Linked DNA regions of Capsicum annuum: region 2 is linked to region 1. A link is a contact called in public Hi-C data. All regions are on one chromosome and are shown on one strand. The core of a region is the stretch at or near the end of the contact, and the rest is flanking DNA. Distances in the headings are between cores, read along the strand shown.

The links. Hi-C and Micro-C count contacts between places; a contact is called where the count stands out from the background.
Region 2: a Hi-C map of placenta shows a contact between it and region 1, with 2.3 times the contacts expected there. The contact joins the promoter of LOC107873055 here to the enhancer-like site in region 1. A contact is called at or near these places in 2 of 5 Hi-C or Micro-C datasets (leaf and placenta).

Annotation. Positions count from the first base shown.
Region 1 is chr6:164,624,710-164,629,311 of UCD10Xv1.1, reverse strand. It overlaps LOC107874123 (ISWI chromatin-remodeling complex ATPase CHR11), which reads right to left. Exons shown (of 25, transcript XM_047414941.1): 25 at 4,332-4,602. Among protein-coding and RNA genes, the nearest start is that of LOC107874123, 13 kb to the right of the region's middle. Within about 2 kb of position 1,836, at least 5 of the 5 cell types and tissues checked have an H3K27ac peak or open chromatin away from gene starts, as enhancers often do. A contact at or near this core is called in leaf, where this site is marked.
Region 2 is chr6:164,665,874-164,670,475 of UCD10Xv1.1, reverse strand. LOC107873055 (E3 ubiquitin-protein ligase Topors) reads right to left here and starts at 2,721. Exons shown (of 5, transcript XM_047414942.1): 1 at 2,322-2,721; 2 at 897-1,034; 3 at 692-749; 4 at 308-543. The coding sequence starts at 2,638.

The sequences.
Region 1 (4,602 bases), core at 587-3,086:
CTTGATCAGCCTTTACAAGAATATTGCAACGACCTAAAAATTTGATGAAATATGTAAAATTTGTGATTTTGTGCGATTTGATTGTTTTACCCCTCCCTGTAGTTGCATTATGATATTTTTGGAGCATGAAAGTGATTGGCATGATTTTCGATGTATTTTGGTATCATTTATGCAATATTGTGGTTTTTGATGGTTTCGAGAGCCTTATTTTGGACTTATGTGGATATCTTTTGATCCGTGCGGTGGATGGCCAAATGGACTACGCCAGCAGATCCGGAATATCTATTTTAGGCTAGGTAGACCTTTGGTTCGGGTCCCGATGCACCCAAGCTCATTTTGACCTATTGATCGGAAAATTGGAAAATTAAAAATATGGGTGTGGGACCCACATTTGATCAAAATGACCTCGGATAGAAAATTCAACTTTGCCGGCAGATTCAGAATGTCAATTTTAGGATGTTAGCATGTTTGGTACAAAAATCAAACCGATAAAAATGTTATTGATTTATCGTTATTGGGTTAACAATTTTTTAATGATTTTATAAAAAAATTATTGGGTCATTGGTTCGATTTTGATTTTTTTTATTGGGTTATTGGGTAAACTAATAACCCAATAAGATTATACTAAATTATTATTTTACACCCCATATATATATAAATATATAAGTACGATTTTGGTTGCAACTAAGATTCGATTTATTTTCATGTTAGTTACTACTTTTTCTATCTTATGAGTATTTTCATATCAGTTAAATTAAAAATCGAATCATTAAGGACTAAAAGTCGATAAACCAAAAATCGATAAGAAAATATATTAATAGTTTGGTTATTGATTTAGAGTATTTAAAAATCGAAAATCGATAATATAAAAATCGAACTAAATTGATTGATGCACACCCCTAATTTAAGTAGGTAAAATAGAAGCAATTGAAAGAAAATTATTTTTACATATTTTGAAAGTGATGGAGGAAGAGGGATAATAAATAAGAACAGAAAAGAGAGGAGGCTTTAAAGTTTTTGAAAATATTAAATAGAAATGGGGTTTTCTCATTTTTTTCGTTGGAAGGTGCTGATTTGGCAAAAAATCAACTCTATCACGTGCGTGATGGAGTTTGAAATCACACATTTTGCCACGTAGGTTAAAAAGGATCACGCAGGGGCGGAGCCAGCCTTCTGTTCGGGGGTTCGGCTGAACCCCCTTCGATGGAAAAATATACTATTTATACATGATTAAAATTATTTTCTTGTGGTTATAGTAGGTGTTGAACCCCTTTCAACTAAGTTTTCTTTGACTATGGAACCCCCTTAGTTGAAATCCTAAATTTTCTTTGAATATGGAACCCCCTTCGTTGAAATCCTGGCTCTGCCTCTGGGGTCATGCGACGTACTAAAACAACAAGTTCGGGAGGGTACTTAAAACAACTCAAAGTTTAGGTATACCATAAATAAAACATGACAACTTTAGGAAGTACTTGATACTTTTCTCGGTGTTTGAATAGTCTTTCCTTCGTGAATTAATTTTTGTAATTGAGTTAGATTTAAAAGTCATTTCTTTGATTATCATGATATTAAAGGGAAATTCATTTCAATTTAGAATTTAAGATCTATCAGACTATTAGTGGAGAAAAAAAAAGATTCTTATCCCATAATGAAAAAGGACGTGTTATTGTACGGCTTTTCTCGTCTACGATAGTTCACTCTTCTTGTTTTTCTTGTCATTGTTATTATTAGTATTAGACAAGAAATAAAGGAAATGTGGAAGAAAGCTAGCTAGCTAGGTATACAGAGAATCAAGTGGGGTAAGAAAAATCTAGATTAAATTCCCAATTGTAGAAAGAGATCAATCCAATGGGAATTAAGCATATGATCAGTTGGATTGGTTTTATCCAATTGGGATCTTTCTGTGGTCCAATGTAGTACAAATATTCGATCCACATTTCACTCAACTAAGCAGAAATGCAAAGGGAGAATAAGGATATAGAATTTTACAATCACTTACTGATGAGAGCAGTGGGTACTGTTAGTCTGTTAGTGGTTTAACCTAAATCCGAATTAAAGATTGATAATTGAATTTATAAGGCAGAAAAAAAAGCAAGTGAATTATCCTAACAGCATTAGGTAAAAGGGTAATTTGACTGAATGAATTGCTCATTATATCTCCTCAAATTATACCTAATCTCTTTAGATTTTTAGTGAAAAATGGTAGATATAATGTGAAATTAGTCGAGGTGTGTGTAAGTTGATCGACTTTTTTGTCACACATTTGAATCCAAGTCATGTTGATCCGAACTTTAAAAATGCTCCATTGTTTTATACTTACTGATGCAATATGCTCTTGGAATTTGATTACGAGTTTATGTCCTACTAAAGGGTCACAGAACTAAATTTTGGGCAACTCGCTACCCATATATGGCCCTAGTACATCTCCAAAGGTCGGAGTTTTACTTGTTGCTTGCAATAAAGTTTCATGTCTATCTATAAATAATATTCCATCAATTTTAGAAGGCAGCAGATGAAATTTACACAGTCAAAATATGCGTATTTATCTAGTTAAAAAGATATGAGCACATGATATGATTTGTCATTTTATATACGGTCAGGTTAGGAAATTAACTGTGTGGGGGAATGTGCCACATACACGTGAAGTGCTTTCGATGCTCGAATAAGAGGAAAATCGATTGATCGGACATTAATTAGCAGATAAAAATAGATATATACCTCCACCAAGAAAAAGGAAATTACTAAGAGATGCATATTACATACATATTAATTCTATATTCACGCACCTAATTACTTGAGAAAGCAAAGGGAATAAGGAAGAAATCGATGCAACAATTTGTTGTTTTTACTGGTAAACATGCATTGTTGCGGAAAAAAGATGTTGAGGTGGATGTGTGGGTTTACTAGGAGTAATTAGGAGTGCGGATATTTAGGATAAGGTTGGAGTGGCCTCCATGGTGAACACAATGAGGAAAACAAGGTTAAAATGGGTTGGCCATATGAAAAAAATATGTGCATATGTCCGAGCGAGAGCATTGAGGAGAGGTGATTAGATAGAACATGAACTCAAATAGGAAAATGTGGAAGATGCATATTAAAGTAGAAAGTTACTAGAAAGTGAAGTGTTGTTATGCTTTTCAAGGGTTTAGGCTTGTTCGTGTTTGTCTTTATACTAGTCATGTTGTTTATTATATTTCAATTATCACATTATTTTGTTGTTCTGCTTCTTTCTTGCTTCCCTTGTTAGTTGTTATGCTTTCTCCACCATTTTCTTCCTTTACTTTAATTTACTGCACTTAAACCGAGGGTCTTTTAGAAGCAACCTCTCTACCTCCACAAGGTAATGGTAAGGTCTGCACACATTCAACTCACCCCTCCCCAAAACCCTCTCGTGAAATTTCACTGGCTTCTTGTTGTAGTACTGGTAAACATGCATTACACAGCTAGAAAGACGAAGGAAGAACTTTTTAAAAAAAATGTTTCCCTCTCTCTGTGTTTTTGAGCGAGTGTACGATGCTAAGATTTACCGATCAGATTCATGAATAATAAGAAACAATGCCTCTTGAAAAAATTATGAATAGTAACTGTCTAGACAAATAATAAATGTAACAACATGATCATATGCCAAGGAAAGATGCAGTACAATGAGTACAAATAGAAAAGAAAGAGATAAAGAGAGGAAGTTAAGTCTTTACCTTTTTTGGGAGTTCTTTGTTTGGTAGCTTACAGGAATAATAAGCTAAGGAAATATACGAAGGGTGTTTTTAGCACGGAAATATTCTTCCGAAAACTAAATTTTTTCTCATTTATTTTCTAGTGTTTAATGGTAAAGCAAACAAATATTGTTCTTCCAATAGCATTTACATGTACTCCAAGAAACACCGAGGATGCAGGCTTAGGGTGGAGGGCCTGGTGGGTTTGGCGTGGAAAGGAGACAGCAAATTTGAAATGTCAATTATCACTGCCATAATCACCAACCATGTGGTTCCAAACTGGACTACCTACATCAATCCTCACAAAGTATTCTCCACTTCCTTTTCCATACCCGAAACCACAACAACAACAGCATCAATAACATAGCCAATGAAATCCCCCAGGCATACCCGAAACCACAGCCAACAAAAGTTGCCTCTGCCTGGTACACACCTTCAACGCCAGTGATTCTGTGAATGACTAGACACTCTGCTTACATACCTTTTCAAGCAAGCTTCAACAGATTTTTGGCGGAGACAGGCAGATAATCTCCTCTGATTGGCATTTCAATCCTTGTAAATTAATCACCACTTCTATGCTACCAAACCAGTCAGGTACAAGCCAGTTGAAACAAAATATAAATGGTTCAAGAAATGGCAACTGTATATATAGCAGAAAAGCACACATACTGCAAACGTTGCTTCCTAAAAAGTAAAATATAATAAAGTGTATCCCTGACTATCTATGTAGTGGTTATATGAACTCCAGCGGGATTATAAATAACAAATTGTTATGAATATCTGCATTAGAAATGTAGTTACAGCTTAGGAGTTGGGGCAAGCCTGGTGGACTTGCTTTTTGTCGGACTAACAAATTATAAACCAAGTATCTTTCATTTCTCTACCAGTC
Region 2 (4,602 bases), core at 1,472-3,971, 40 kb before region 1:
CAATTAGTTGGTTAGTGAACACCCAATGGCAGGGCAGAACAAATATTTAGCTGCGGATTCAACTAAACCCAATACTTCTGACGCAGAACGTAAATTTATGTGTGAAAATTTATTATCATTGTAACAACTAGTAGGTCTAAAACTCATAGTTCTAAAAAGAAGATGGGTCCAATGCTAAGAATCTTAAAGGTTAAAACCATAGAGTTTAAATCCTAAATCCCCTCTACTCAATGCTATAAAGTATTAAAGTTATAAGTGAAGTATACCATTGTAAAGCAAAGACTTATAGAAGTATAATGAGAGATACCGTAGTTCATGCCAAAACATTTCTGCACGTCCATGCAAGAAGGGCCGCAACGGAGCAAGAAAATCATCTCCCGCGCACCGCTGTGTTGAATGTGTATTTTCAGAGATAAAAAGTGAGGTAGCAACATGGACAATAATGGATGGATCTGGATCCCCAAGTATAGCCTGCAGCTCCCTTCTTATCCAAGGTTCTACTCTCTGTAGCATCTTTTCTTTGGTACTCCTATTCTCCATGTGCTATAAATTAAAATACAGTAAAGATCAGAATCAACTTTAGTCATCTCAAACAAAATCAAGATATCAAGATAGATATATATGATAATAGCTACCACAATTTCCCGAATTTATTTAGTGAATTGAATAAATCTATTGGGGTAAGCATTACCTGCATAAGACAATTTTTAGATGAAAAGAGAACAGCCTGCAATCTCTCTTCATATATGCTGAAACCAAGTATACATTCCAGGTCAAACAAATATCACGTATTAGAATTTTCTAGACCAAATACAGACACCTATAGATACATAAATGGAATAGGCATAAAACTGCGGCTATGAGGAGAAATTACAAATAATTAGTAAGCATAGTACCTGGAACGCCAGAGAATGATTCTCCTAGTAATATCATCTGGATTTAAAGCTACAATCTGATCAAATGATCGCCGCTTTAGGAACAGCCTCGTTCTGGAGCCAGAAGCATTCAGCTCTTCCCTCCTCCTCCTAATCACTCTGTCCAACATAAAAATCACAAATTCAGTACACATTTTTGGGGATAATTCGGACCAACTTACGAGAAGTTTAAATCAATTGCAGTGTTGTCAAAGACGCGCTTAAGCCCTGAAGTGAGGCTCAAAACGTGATGAGCGGTTCGCCTCGCTTAATGTGCGCTCCAATACCACCATCAAGGTTCTAAGGAATATTTTTCCTCACCAATAAGACTCTTTTGAAGAGGCAACATTAAACAATTGATAGTTTTTTTTGAGAAAGACTAAACAATTGAAATTTTAATTTATCATAAATTGTTTTAAATTTCTTTATTCAAATATTTGTCATTCACGCATATAATTATCAGTCTTCAACTAAATATATATTATTCCCTCCGTTTAATAAAAAATAACTTACTTTCCTTTTTAGTCCGTATCAAAAAGATCCTTTCCTTTTTTGACAACACTTAAATTCCAATTTTCCACATGTTTAAGACCACAAAATTAAAGGGTATTTTGATACATTTTACATAACTTTAGCTTAAGACCACAGAATTCAAAAGTCTTCCTTATTTTCTTCAACACCTTGCCAATTAAACACATGTAATTCTTTTTTAAACAACGGGAGTAGTATTTTTCTCCATTTGCCCCTTTTTCATTAATATTAATGCACATGCTTCATTTGTGCTTTGTGCTTGAAGCTTCAACGTTTTTTGGCGCTTTTTGCTTTTGATAACAATGATCAATTGTGCTTCAACACTAAACGTCAGTGCGTTCATGGTCAAAAATACACCTAAAGTATTCCATTTTTAGAGTTTCATACCTAACCTATAAGTCGTGCTAAAGTTTCCTAATTGAACTATCCAATACCTCAACTATCAATATTTACTTTTCTTACTTGAACCATGGTACTATTTCAAGTACGAAAAGTGAATATTGATAGTTGAGGTATGTTTTAATAATTAGTCGATAATTACACACATGATAAATCAAGTATGTAACTCAAAAAAATTGAGATACTTGGGTGTGTTTGACCCTTCACTCAAAGTTAGTATTTCCTCTAATTTATATGTAAGTATGACTTGACACGAAGTAAAAGATTAAAAAAGAAAGACTTCTAAAATTTATGGTCTAAAAAACATGTTTGTGTGGCTACAAATCTTTTCATTAGGGATAAAATGTACATTTCAAAGTTAAATTATTACTCTATTAAATAGATTTTTCAACTGACTAAAAGGAAAAATGAGTCACATAAATTGTGACAGAGGGATGGCAATAATTGATAAGAGAATTTAAGGACAAGAAAACTAACCTTCGGTGGGCCAATCGGTTACTCAACGTAGAGCGAAGAAACCCTGAGTGTAACTTCTTAGTTTCTGCTGGAGCTGATAATTTCTCTTCACGGAAGGTCAGGGAAGAAAAGCTAATTTTGGAGAACCATGAGCCGAAGTCAGCGTTACAAAGAGGGCATTTTCGCTTTACATCGCTCCATCTTCGGATGCAAAGGATACAATAGGCGTGCATACAGGGGATAATTACCGCCGCACTCCCATGGTGTAACCGGCATAGGCATATCGGACATGATTTCCGGGTTACGGCACACGCAATTTCCTGAAATCTGTATTCCATTGGAGTCGCACAATTTCAAGTCGGGTCGGGTCGGATCAACTGTTTAATCCAATTTTATTTTATTTTTTTTATAACCGGGATATATATTATCTCTCTCTATATATAATATATTAAAAGTGTGAACACTTTGGGAAAGTGATTTGAACTTTTTATCCTTCATTAAAAGATTTTTATTTAGACAAAATTATCTTTTCACTATTTTCCTTAATTTATTATTTAATTATTTTTATTATATTAACTAGACTCCTAAAATATATGAATTTCTTAAAATATATAGAAGGAGAATTAATTAATATTTTTTTGTATTAATCAATCAATTAAAATAATACTCATAAAATAGGATTAAAAAATACTCCTAAAATAGGACTCTATTAAGAAAATACTTCTATAAATATTGAGATGCACTTCCTTATATAAATCCTAAAAGTCATGGGCAACAGATCGGTGGTCCATTTTTTCCTACACACGTATGTGTTCTTTTTGGGGTGAAGTTCTCTTAGCAATTAATTTGGTTTGTAATTGTTTTAGGTTTGGTTATTTGATATAAATAGGAAATTATAATATTTAATATTTTAAAAATAATTAGAATTTTATCATATATAAAAAAAATAACTTGATTCAGTTGCATGTTAGATGTTTAATTTTTCAACCCTCAACTTCTTCACTATTTTTGTCAACATAATAGAATTCAACGTGTGTGTATATATATGTATCTTCTTTGTTTTCATTCAAGTCATTCTTTTGAGTTAAAATTTGTCCTCATACAAGAATTATTTTCATCAAAATTGAAGCTTTGTAATCATTATTGTATTATTTTATTGTAGTTTACAAGTCGTAGATGAATTTACAGGTGGTAGATGAATGTCGGTTGATTTTGAGAATTTTTTTAGATAAAGGTTAGGTTTAATTGTATTGTATTTATATCTTTGTTTTGAGAGTTTTTTGTGTAAAGGTTAAGTTTAGTTGTATTATTGTTTATATCTCTATTATCATATTATTTTGTTATAGCTTACAGGTGGTAGATGATTGTCAGATGACTTTTAGAAAATTTTTGTGTAAATGTTAGATTTAATTATATTGTTTTGATATCTCATCATCGTATTGTTTTGTTGCAGTTTACAGGTGGTAGATGAATGTCGATCGGCTTTGACAAATTTTTTGGTAAAAGTTAGGTTTAATTAAATAAATTCTCCAAAAGATGTTGAATTTAATTATTGTATTCATCTTTTATTATTTAAACAAATATACTATTTAGTGTAACGTTTTAACTCAATAAAGTGAGGTACACGTGCAAGGCGCGCATACCTAAACTAGTATATATATATGCTTCAACGTCTTGTATGTTGGCAAGTCAACTGTACAAGCACCAGCAGTAGTAACAGCACACCTAGCGCTAGCATTTACAATCTGATAATTAGGATTAGTAGTAGTAAAAAAAATTTGGTTAGATATATCTATTCTGACCCTTCGGCAACTCAAGTCTCCATTTGTATCAGCTCTCAAAATATCCTTTACGAATGTAGGAGGTTCCCAAAATAGTTGCATAGTAGTAGTAGCATTCATCCGTGCCAGTGCATGAGCCAACTTATTTTGTTCTCTGTACACATGTTCCAGTAGCGAATTACCTAGTTTAAGCATCAGGCACCTGCAATCAGACATTAAGGGTGAATCATCCGATGATACATTAGATAGAGCTTGAACAATTGGAAGGCAATTCACATTGATTTGCAGTGGTGTAGAACAGTGTTGAATTGCGACATTCAAACCCAAAAGTAAAGCCTGAAGTTTCGCCTCTAAGGGGTTGGGGCTAAAGACCTTACTACTAAATCCTAGTAACCATTCACCATTTGAATTTCTAAATACCCCTGCTATATTAGCCATTTCTAAATTAGAAATAAAAGCCGCATCCGTATTAAGCATAATAAAAGAAGATTCAGGAGGCTTTCACTTAACATAGACAAGCA